Linked DNA regions of Canis lupus: region 2 is linked to region 1. Evidence: chromatin contacts called from public Hi-C data. All regions are on one chromosome and are shown on one strand. The core of a region is the stretch at or near the end of the contact, and the rest is flanking DNA. Distances in the headings are between cores, read along the strand shown. Region 1 holds the start of C1GALT1 (glycoprotein-N-acetylgalactosamine 3-beta-galactosyltransferase 1). Region 2 holds the start of MIOS (GATOR complex protein MIOS).

Region 1 (4,692 bases), core at 626-3,125:
TTAAATTTATTCAGAAATATAGACTAGTATAACCTAAGCCAAAAAAAGCATATCTATTCTTAAATGGGTATTAAGCACAAAGTAGTTTTAAAATGCTGAAGCCTAAATCAAAAGATACAGAAAAACACAAATCACAGGCAAATTTAAGAGAGATACTTAATAGTTCTCCACTAGTACTGAAAAACCATGCTTCTTATGAAGAATTTTAAATGAGTCATACTTTCCTTACTAAATCACTGTTTTACTTAACATATGGTGAAAAGTTAACTGTTCGGTAGTTTGAAACTTTATATTCACTTAAAAGTGCACATCAAAACATACTAAGGCTAGTGAAAAATAAGTAGAGTTTACTGTACACAATACTTATAACACAGAACATCATGTGTATAAAGGTTCACTTGACATTTATCTGCTAAGGGTATGGAAAGCTGTCTAAATCTCTCTCAAAAAGTCTGGTCCCCAATACCTAAATCAACACCAGAATGAAACAAATCGAAATCTGCACAACTTTTTCCTGGCATCCAGGCCGAGCTGTCTACATTCTGTGCCTAACTTCTAGTAAATGAACATATTTCTGTCCCAATTACATTGGCCTAATCATTCACCTTAATGCGTTAAAAGTTCTACCTTTATAACTCTTTAATTCATAGCGAAGTCAATTCACGGTTAGCCTAAGAGTTTTCCAATCTGAAAAGCGCTAAAAAGATCTATTTACTAGACCTACATCACGAATTTAGAGAACTAGATTATAAATCCAATCAACTCTTCCAAAGCACGTGGTGCTTTCTTATTATTATTTTTTTTTAATCTTAAAAAACAAGAGAGTAAGAGCTAGGGAAGAATCAATCCCCGTTCCCAAATTACGTTCCTCTTTTAAGAGCGTACAATTTCTCCAAATTCAAAACTGTGCGGCCAGCCTGTCAGCACCTACTACTCCGGTCACACTAGCGCGGAGCGGGGGGTGGGGGGAGAGAAAACTCTTCCTCCTTCTCCAGTGCAGCAAGTGAGTCCAACGCACCTGGCTTTGCTCGTTCGGCCAGAGGCAGAGAAATTAAAAAAAAAATAAAAAAATAAATAAGTCAGCCACGGACAAACCTGATGACCCAAGAAAGCCCCGAGGAAGTCCCCCGGCACTCGTGGAAGACGCCCGCTCTTCCGGCACTCGGGCTGCCCCGCAGCCCCAGGTGCCCACACCTGAGCGCTGGGGCGGACCGGAGCCCCGGGTCTCGCCCGACGCACGGGCCAGAGGGGGGCGGGGAGGGGAGCGGGGAGGGGAGCGGGGAGGGGGGCCCCGCGGGCAGGAGCCGGGAGCGGTCCGGCCGCCACCCGGGCGCAGCCTGGCGCCTCAGTGCTGCCGCCCGACGGCAGGCAGCGCGCGAAGAGGAGGTGAGGGGCGCCAGCCGGCGGAAAGGAAGAAGCCACCGCGAAGACGAGGCTCCTCGTCCACAAAATAGCGGCCCGGTGGGCGGGCGGCCCCCAGGCGGTTCGCAGAGGCGCCGGGAGCAGGAAGTACCCCACGCCTCCCTCGGGAGCCCACGAGTCCCCAGCCCCGGCGGCGACCCCCCGAGACACCTGTTTGGCGGCGCCCGGGTCTGCTTCCCCCCGCTGCGCGCCCCCAGCGCACGCTCCGGGCCGGGAGCGCGAGGGGGAGCCGAGACCTTGGACCCGCAGCGGAGGGCGCCTCCGCCGGCCGTACCTGACAGCAGCCGCGGCTCCTCACGCCCCTCCTGGGGGGCGGAGAGGGGGACGACTCGAGACCGGCAGCCGCAGCTCCTCCCGGCACCCGCAGAAGTGGCTCGTGGCCGCTAGCGGGGGCCGCCCGCTGCCGCCCAGATTATTCCCTGGCGGCGGCGGCGGCGGCGGCGGCGGCGGCGGCGGCGGCGGCGGCGGCGGCGGCGGCGGCGGCGGCGGCGGCGGCGGCGGCGGCGGCCGAGGCGGGCCCAGCTCGCCCTCCGTCCCGCCCGCTCGCTCCGCCCCTCCCCGCAGCGCGTCCAGGCCGAGGCCCGCCGACGGCGCAGCCGCCACCCCGGGGTCTCCTAGAGCTGACGTCTCCGCCGCCGCACCAGCCCCGGGGAAGGGCGGGGCGAGGGGAGGCGGGCGGGGGCGGGGCCGTGGCGACGTGCGGGCGCGGGGATTGGCCGCCGAGCTCACGCCCCGCCCTTCTGCGAGGGGGTCTGGGAAGCCGGGTCTTCCTCGAGCGGTAGTCGCAGCCCGCTTGCGGCTCTGCGCTGCCGGCCTCTTGCTTCCTGCTCTGGCGGTGGGGCTTTCGCGCTGGCTTCCGGACCCCGAGAGACTGTGAAGCAGTGAAACTGCAGTGACTGAGGCTGGAGGTTCCTGAGGGGCCTCTGGGTGAGGAACAGGCTCTCACCCTGGCCCGCCTACTCCGTTTTCTCCTGTCCCCCACTCCCCACCCCCCAGGTACTCTCTCTGGCCTTACTGAAAGGGAATACAGGAAGGTGAGGTGCGCAAGCGGGAGCTGGGTGACCAGATGCCTGAACCGGAAAGGGGTGGCCTGTGTGCACGTGCTTGGGTTCTCTCATTCCTTCGCTGCGGTGCCGTCAGGCAAGTCTAGAGCGGCCGGGGGCTTTCTAAAACTCGTCTTCCTTTTATCTGGCGAAAGGACTTTGAATCAGAAAGTGGTTTTTGGATTCTAGAAAGGAGCCCGTGAGCCATTGAGGCAACCGCACAACAGTCAGGAAGTGGGAGTAAGGTCTTGGCTTTCACCATCATCGACAAGGCCTTAGCTTGAGGATGAGAAAGGCCTTAGCTTGAGGATGCTGCTTTTATTTTTATTTATTTTTAAAAGATCTTATTTATTCATGAGAGACACATGGCAGAGGGAGAAGCAGGCTCCATGCAGGGAGCCCGATGTGGGACTTGATCCCAGGACTCCAGAACCATGCCCTGGGCTGAAGGCAGGAGCTTAACCGCCAAGCCACCCAGAGATCCCTCATCCTGCTTCTTTTAAAAGCCCTTCTTAGTCCGTTTTGTTAGTTAGTTAGTTTGTTTTTTTAATGCCTTTCAGCATAACCTTTAGGAGCTTGGGCTCTGGGCTGGAATCTCGGTCCCTCCACCTATTTGCTGTGCAACGTTGGCAAGTTACTTAACACACCTCGGAGAGATAATGAACAATGAATATAAGTTATTGTTGTTCTTTTTCCCTTAATTTGTTTAGATTCAGCTCTAGTGTAGTTTGCCATGATATGCCACTAACAGATCCAAGAGAATCTACCAAAAGAATTTAAGTGCATCTAGTGATCCTTAAACCTTTTATCCTGGGTGGGTTCAGTTGATTTAGCATCTGCCTTGGCTCAGGTCCTGATCCCGGGGTCCTGGGGATCATGGAGCTCCATGCTGGGGCGGGGGGTGGGGGGGGCGCTGCTTCTCTTTCCGGGCCTCCCCCCACTCGTGCTTTCTCTGTCTCTCAAGGAAATAAATAAAAGTCTTAAAAAAAATTTTTTTTTATAAACCTTTTATTTTTCAGATGAGGAAACTGAGGTCAGAAAGATAAACTCATAGGCTTCAGGTTAGTGCTCTTTTCCTGGCGCATGCCTCTAGACTTTTCTCCTTGTATCCTTTAACTGTATCCTCTTCCCTTTCTTCCAACTTGTGTATAGTGAATTGCCCAGCCTCATCCCCTTCTCTTCCACAACCCACTGTAAAACAGGGAAAGGAGACCCCGCCAGAGATCACAATGTTCCAAATAGAAAGCAAAACAAATATAAACTCAAGATTCTTTACCTCATTTTAATCTTACGGAAATTTTTAATGAGTAAGGAACAACTTTGCTTTTTCCATTGAGCAAAGATAAGAAACCCTTCCAAAGAGAAGCTGAGACAGCATGACTCAGAAAATTACTGGCAGGAAACAATATTGATACGAACAAAACCAGATCAAGTAAGCCCCTCCCACCCTTTGGGTATTTGAAAATAGCTGTTTTTTTTCATGAAAAGAATATATAGTTATTCAAACAAATGCAAAAAAAAAAATTATCCAAATCCCATAATCCACAGATAACGATTTATAAGAGTGTATGTTGCATTCTTTCAGATATAAAAAATAACACATAAAGACATGTAAATACAATATTTCATAAAGTGGATTTTAGTATGTATATATTTCGTTTCTCACTGAACAGTATATCATAATTAATATCACTTTTTTAAAGATACATGGATGTACTATCATTTATATAACCAGTATTCTATTGCTATTTGTTTTTTTCCCCCAAATTTCAATATAATAAACAACTCATGAACTTTATGCACATACTTTTGCACAACTATATGATTATCTACTTGGATAGTCTCCTAGAAGTGACATTAATGTCAGCCAATTCTTCAATGTTATCAACTAGAAGAAAGAAAGTTGTGATTACTTTGAAAAATATACTTTATATATGGGATTCAAAATGACTAGATTCTCCCGTTTGAAACACAGATAAATCTTGGACAGTATATTTGTCTGGTGTGGTGTTTCAGTAATGTGTGTCAAAACTTGTTGAAGCAGAATATTGTGTGTTGAGGCTTCTTGGAAGCAGGGTGGTAAACACTGCTAGCTGTTTAAACCAAAATCCTTTCTTCCTTACTAGCAGAACTCTGATTTTTTTTTCAGGGTGACAGTGTAGTCTAGTTAAAAATATTTACTTCTCCAGATTTCTGTAAGCCATGGCTGGCTGTGTGACTGATCAAT
Region 2 (4,884 bases), core at 353-2,852, 300 kb before region 1:
GGCTCCTGAACACAGATGAATATGGAATATGGTGAAGAGCAAAGAAAACTGAACCTGGGGAGGGAAGACTTCCAACCACTCACCGGCTAGACTCTAACAAGTCCGTGGATACACCAAGACTATGAAGACATAGAACCCACCCTATTGCCATCTCACAAAGTCGTGACAAACTGAGCTCTTCCCATCACACAGCTGTATCACTAGCAGCCCTGGAAGTTAATGTTTTCAAATGGTGGAAATGTTGAACCGTGGAAGGCGAGGGGGTGAAATCTGCAATAATTACAGCATAATTTACATCCTCACCTTCGAGTTTAACAAGTGTTCACTTCCCATCAATGGTTTCTGAGCAAAGGAAAGCCGTGCTGACTCTGTATTCTTCACCAGAATATAACAGCACTGTCTGACAGAAATACAGTGTTAGCCATGATTTAAGTTTCTAGCAGCCACACTGAAAAAGAGATGAAAATTAAACAATATATTTCATTCAACTCAACATATAAAAAAAAAAAAATACCCCTTTTCCACATATAGCCAATATAAAAAAAGTCATTGAGAATTTTTTTTCCTTTGGTGCCAAGTCTGGTAGGTTCAATGTGCATTTTGCACTTACAGTAGGGCTCAACCCCGCGTCTCTACTGGGCAGCGAAGATCCAGAATACTAAGTGTGCAAGGTGTCCGACTACCCCTTCACATCCTTCTGTCGTTGTCTTCTACCTTTCTTACCATGACACTAACGAAAGTTAGCAAGCAGCTCAAAGACATTTTCAGCCTCTCGATCTTAGGGCGATGCACTGCATAAATTTCCCTTCGGAATTTGTTGAAATTTGTAAAAACTTCAAAATCTGTAAAACGCAGTCATTTGCTAAGCAACTTAGCAATGCTCACGGCACTCACTCGTCAAAGACTTTATTCATTCTCTCATGGAATTTTCCTTTACCCGTACAGGCAGAAAAGACAGCGAGTTAACCGCGTGACAGGCCCTTTAGGAAGGATCCGACCGAGCGCGGGGAGAGCACGGCTCCCTGCTACCCCCGCCGCCTCAGGACCTGAGGCCCCGCCCGCGCTCCACACACCCGGCCGAGCTCCCGTCCCACGCCTGACGCGGCTCCGCACCAACTCGCCGCCCGAGCGGCTGCGCCGCGCACCCCGCGCCCCCGCCGAGGTCCGCCCGCAGCTCCGCGGCTCCCTACTAGGCCCAGCCCGCCGCCCGCCGCCCGCCGCCCGCCGCCCGCCGCCCGCCGCCCGCCGCCCGCCGCCCGCCGCCCGCCGCCGTCAGCCCTCAGCGCGGAACGCGACGCCCCGCGCCCCGGCTTCCAGGAGGCCCTCGGGGGCCGTCCCCGCCCGGGCCTTCCGACTGGGCTTGCCCGGGCCCCTCGCGGCGGCCGCAGCGCTCGCCGACCCACGCCCGGGGCCTCCGCCTCAGGAGCGCCGAGACGCCACCCGAGAGCCGCAACGCACAGACCTGAGGAGGCAGCGCGGCCGCCGCACGGCCACTTCCGGCCTGGTCGCCGCCCCTCCCGCCGTGGGAGTCCGCACGCGGGCAAGATGGCGGCCGCGGCGGCGCGACCGGCGACCCGGGCGACCTGGGCGACCTGGGCGACCTGGGCCCCCCGGCCGGGACCCGCGACCCCACCGCGGCGCGCCTCGGCCTTGGAAGGGGAGTCCCCCCGCTCGTGAGCCCCGCCCCTCGGCCGCCCGGGAGTAGCCACGCCCCGGGGGCGGGGCCACTGCTCAGGAGGCCCCGCCCTCCGCCCCAGCGCCCGCGCCCCTGCAGCCTGCGGGACGGTCCCCAGGGCACGGCCTCTCGGAGACGCGTTATCTCAAGTCCTCCAGACACTTCAGCTCGTTTGATCACTTCCAATTTCCGTTGACAATTTATTGCAGGCCGTCGACGGAGAAAGAAAATCCAGGGAATGTGTGGTTCGCCATTTATTCTTGCATTTACTCATTCTACAAACACGTCTTGAGTACCCAGCACATTGCTGGAGTGTTGGGGACGCTAGATTGAACTAAAAATGACTGCGGTCCCGGCAGAAAACAGTGATGCCGTATTAGGGGCTGACACGGTGCTCCGTGGGAGGGGCCGCCCCCCTAGTGTCGGGGTGTCAGGAACGCTACCTTGTGGACCCCTAGGCCACCCAGGAAGGATGAATGTGGGATTCACTGGGAAAGGGAACCGTGGAGGAGGCTGGAAGAGAAGAGCCTTCTAGAGCAGAGGAAGAGCAAGTGCAGGCTGAGAAGGGACGGCATCTCAATGGGGAAAACAGTGAAGTATGGGTGGATGAGCAGAGGAAGAGGGAGGAGATCAAGAAGCTGTACCAGAAAGGCATTTGGAAACGAAGTTAGTACGTTTGGGTGGACTTTTTCCTAAAGGCCATGGTGCAGTCATTGAAGGTTTTAAACTAGGCAAGTGGTGTGATCAGTTTTTCAGGGAGAAAAGGGAAGGACGGGGTCTGTATCCCAGTGAGAGATAATGGTAATCCAAACTACCTGTGGGATGGAGAGTAGGGATGGAGAGAAGTGTGTAGGGAATATTTAGAAGATGGAATGAACAGAGCTTAATGATTGGCTTAAGACAGTGAAGGAGAAAAAGGATTCTAGGGTTTTGGTTCCCATTCCTGCCTTTGGAGAAGTGGAGGCTGAAGAAAGGGCTGTACAGCTGCAGGGAGATACCATAGGATGCATCACTTCAAGCACTCTCTTGCCCATCTTCTCAATGGTTCAGGCCCTGGTCCCAAATTTCCAGATCAATAAAAGTCTCTTCCTTATCCGCTCCTACCACAGACCTAGTCTACCCTCAGGAGATGACATTGCTTCCTACTTCAAAAAAAATTAAAGCTATTAGGTAGGAATTCATTCCCCACAGCCTCCTATTACTTCTCTTTCCCGTCCCCAACATCATCATTCACTCCCATTCTTACCTTCTTCTACTTGACACAAAGTAAGAGGAGAGACTGCATAGGTTTCTCCTCTTCCGGGACCTTGCACCATCAGTTTTCTCCTTTTCTATGTGTCTTAAGCCTCTCCATTTCTACTGCTTCTTTGCCTTCAGCATATGTTCAAATCAGACTCATTTTTGTCCTCACAGGAGAAGGCCATATTGGCTCTCTCCAATCCTACATCCTTGTGTTTTCCCTTGAATTTATTCTTCTTGGGCCTTCATGCCACCCCCAAAACTGCCCTTTACTTGCCTATAGTTGTCTTCCCCTGCTAGAATACATGCTCCACACCCCAGGATTCATTCCATTGCACCTCCACCCCCAGATGTCAGCAAGGCGCTTGGTGAGCCAATTAGAGAGGACAGTTCCTTGAAAGGCCTCCGTTTCAGCTAGGAGTGACTAACTTCTCATCTTAAAAGAGAAGCTGCTTGATGTCTACTTCCTCTTTCCCCTTCCAGCTGTCTGGGATATGGCAAAAAGAAACATGGTATAGAAATGGAGACCATGTATTATGGGAAACAAAACTGCCCCACTAGTCTAAATCCCAGTCTAATTCAGAAAGCTGAGCTACCTCCTCCCTTGGATCAACCATAGACTTCTGCACCATTACACAAGAGAAAACAAACTGTGTTCTTTTAAAAATTACTGTTTGTTTGGACTTGTTAGGGCACTTTGGCCTATTCTATAATACACAGGAACTCTGCCTTTTTATTCTCTGCTTAATCTCCAGAACCTAAAAAGTACATAGAACAGGTATGTACTCAATAAAAATTTGTTGGATAAATCCTGAAACAATATCTTGCTCTATGCTCTCCTCCAGCTGATATATTTTTCTTTCCTTCCTTTCCCATATAAGCTTTGGTGAAAGTGTATTCTTCTCATGCTGCTACCAATACCTTGCACTCTAGAATCCCTAGAAAGGTAAGTGACACTTCTCCCATTCTACTTGGAAATCCATTCCCCTTCTCTACTAAATGGTGTTCCTTGTTAGTAAACCTGGATTCCTTAGGAGAGAAGCTCCTTGCCATCCATTTCCTTGTGAGTAGTGAACTTGTAGTATAGAACTTTGGATTTCCTGTAGCTCCTGCTGCATGGTATGTATTCAAAAATAGCTACTTAGTGGGAAAGTGCATTGTACTTTGTAGAAGATTAAACTGTGTCAGAGAATTTGGCAGGCTGCCCTGAGGATACACTAGTTGTCTTTATCAAATAGGGATTTTGTGATGGATGCCAGAGTTGCTATAGTTTGGTCTTATGGGTTTTTTGTTTTGTTTTCTTTTTTTAATTTAAACTTTTGTGTCCTTAACAAGATATTGTTCTTTCTAAGCTTCACTTGTATTGTGGCAATCCAGGATAAAATTTGTGTTGTGTGTGTGTGTGTGTGTGTATGTGTGTGTGTGGTTTTTAAACCAATAAAGGACAACAGTGGAAAAACTGCTCATTTCCTTATTTACTGCTGCTCTTTAGCAGCAGCAGTTCAGTTACTATTGGGATATTCTGTGGAGTCTGTGACTGGCTAATTTGAACTCCTTTTATTTCTACATGCACAAAATAAGTCTGTACCAGAGAGCAAGTTTTGTTTTTAGGCATCAAAGGGAAAATAGGGCCCTGGAAATATGTGACATGGCTTAGGTAATCTTTTTACAAAAGTTGTGGATGGGAAAATCTGAGATATCTTAAAATAGTGGTCTTCAAAAAGTATTCAAGCATACTCCCAAATCAGTTTGGTCAATCAATATTCTTATTCATATATTTTGGAGGAGTACATCTAACATTGTCATAATAAATTTACATAGTTCCAAGGATATGATTTTGAATACTTTTAAAATACTTAAATGGTAAATAAAACTGTTGCATCACACTTTAAATGTAGTTCATGAAATTTAAATACTTTAGTGAGAGTTTCTTACAATCATTCATTTAAAATTTTTATGACCAAGCTATT

What was found. Hi-C and Micro-C count contacts between places; a contact is called where the count stands out from the background.
Region 2: a Hi-C map of blood shows a contact between it and region 1, with 4 times the contacts expected there. The contact joins the promoter of MIOS here to the promoter of C1GALT1 in region 1. A contact is called at or near these places in 3 of 9 Hi-C or Micro-C datasets (amygdala and blood).

What each region holds. Positions count from the first base shown.
Region 1 is chr14:22,822,747-22,827,438 of UU_Cfam_GSD_1.0, reverse strand. It overlaps C1GALT1 (glycoprotein-N-acetylgalactosamine 3-beta-galactosyltransferase 1), which reads right to left and starts at 1,875. Exons shown (of 4, transcript XM_038556893.1): 1 at 1,697-1,875. LOC102154669 (a long non-coding RNA gene) reads left to right here and starts at 2,175. Exons shown (of 4, transcript XR_005369417.1): 1 at 2,175-2,418; 2 at 3,485-3,526.
Region 2 is chr14:23,125,009-23,129,892 of UU_Cfam_GSD_1.0, reverse strand. It overlaps MIOS (GATOR complex protein MIOS), which reads right to left and starts at 1,602. Exons shown (of 12, transcript XM_038556898.1): 1 at 1,463-1,602; 2 at 304-448.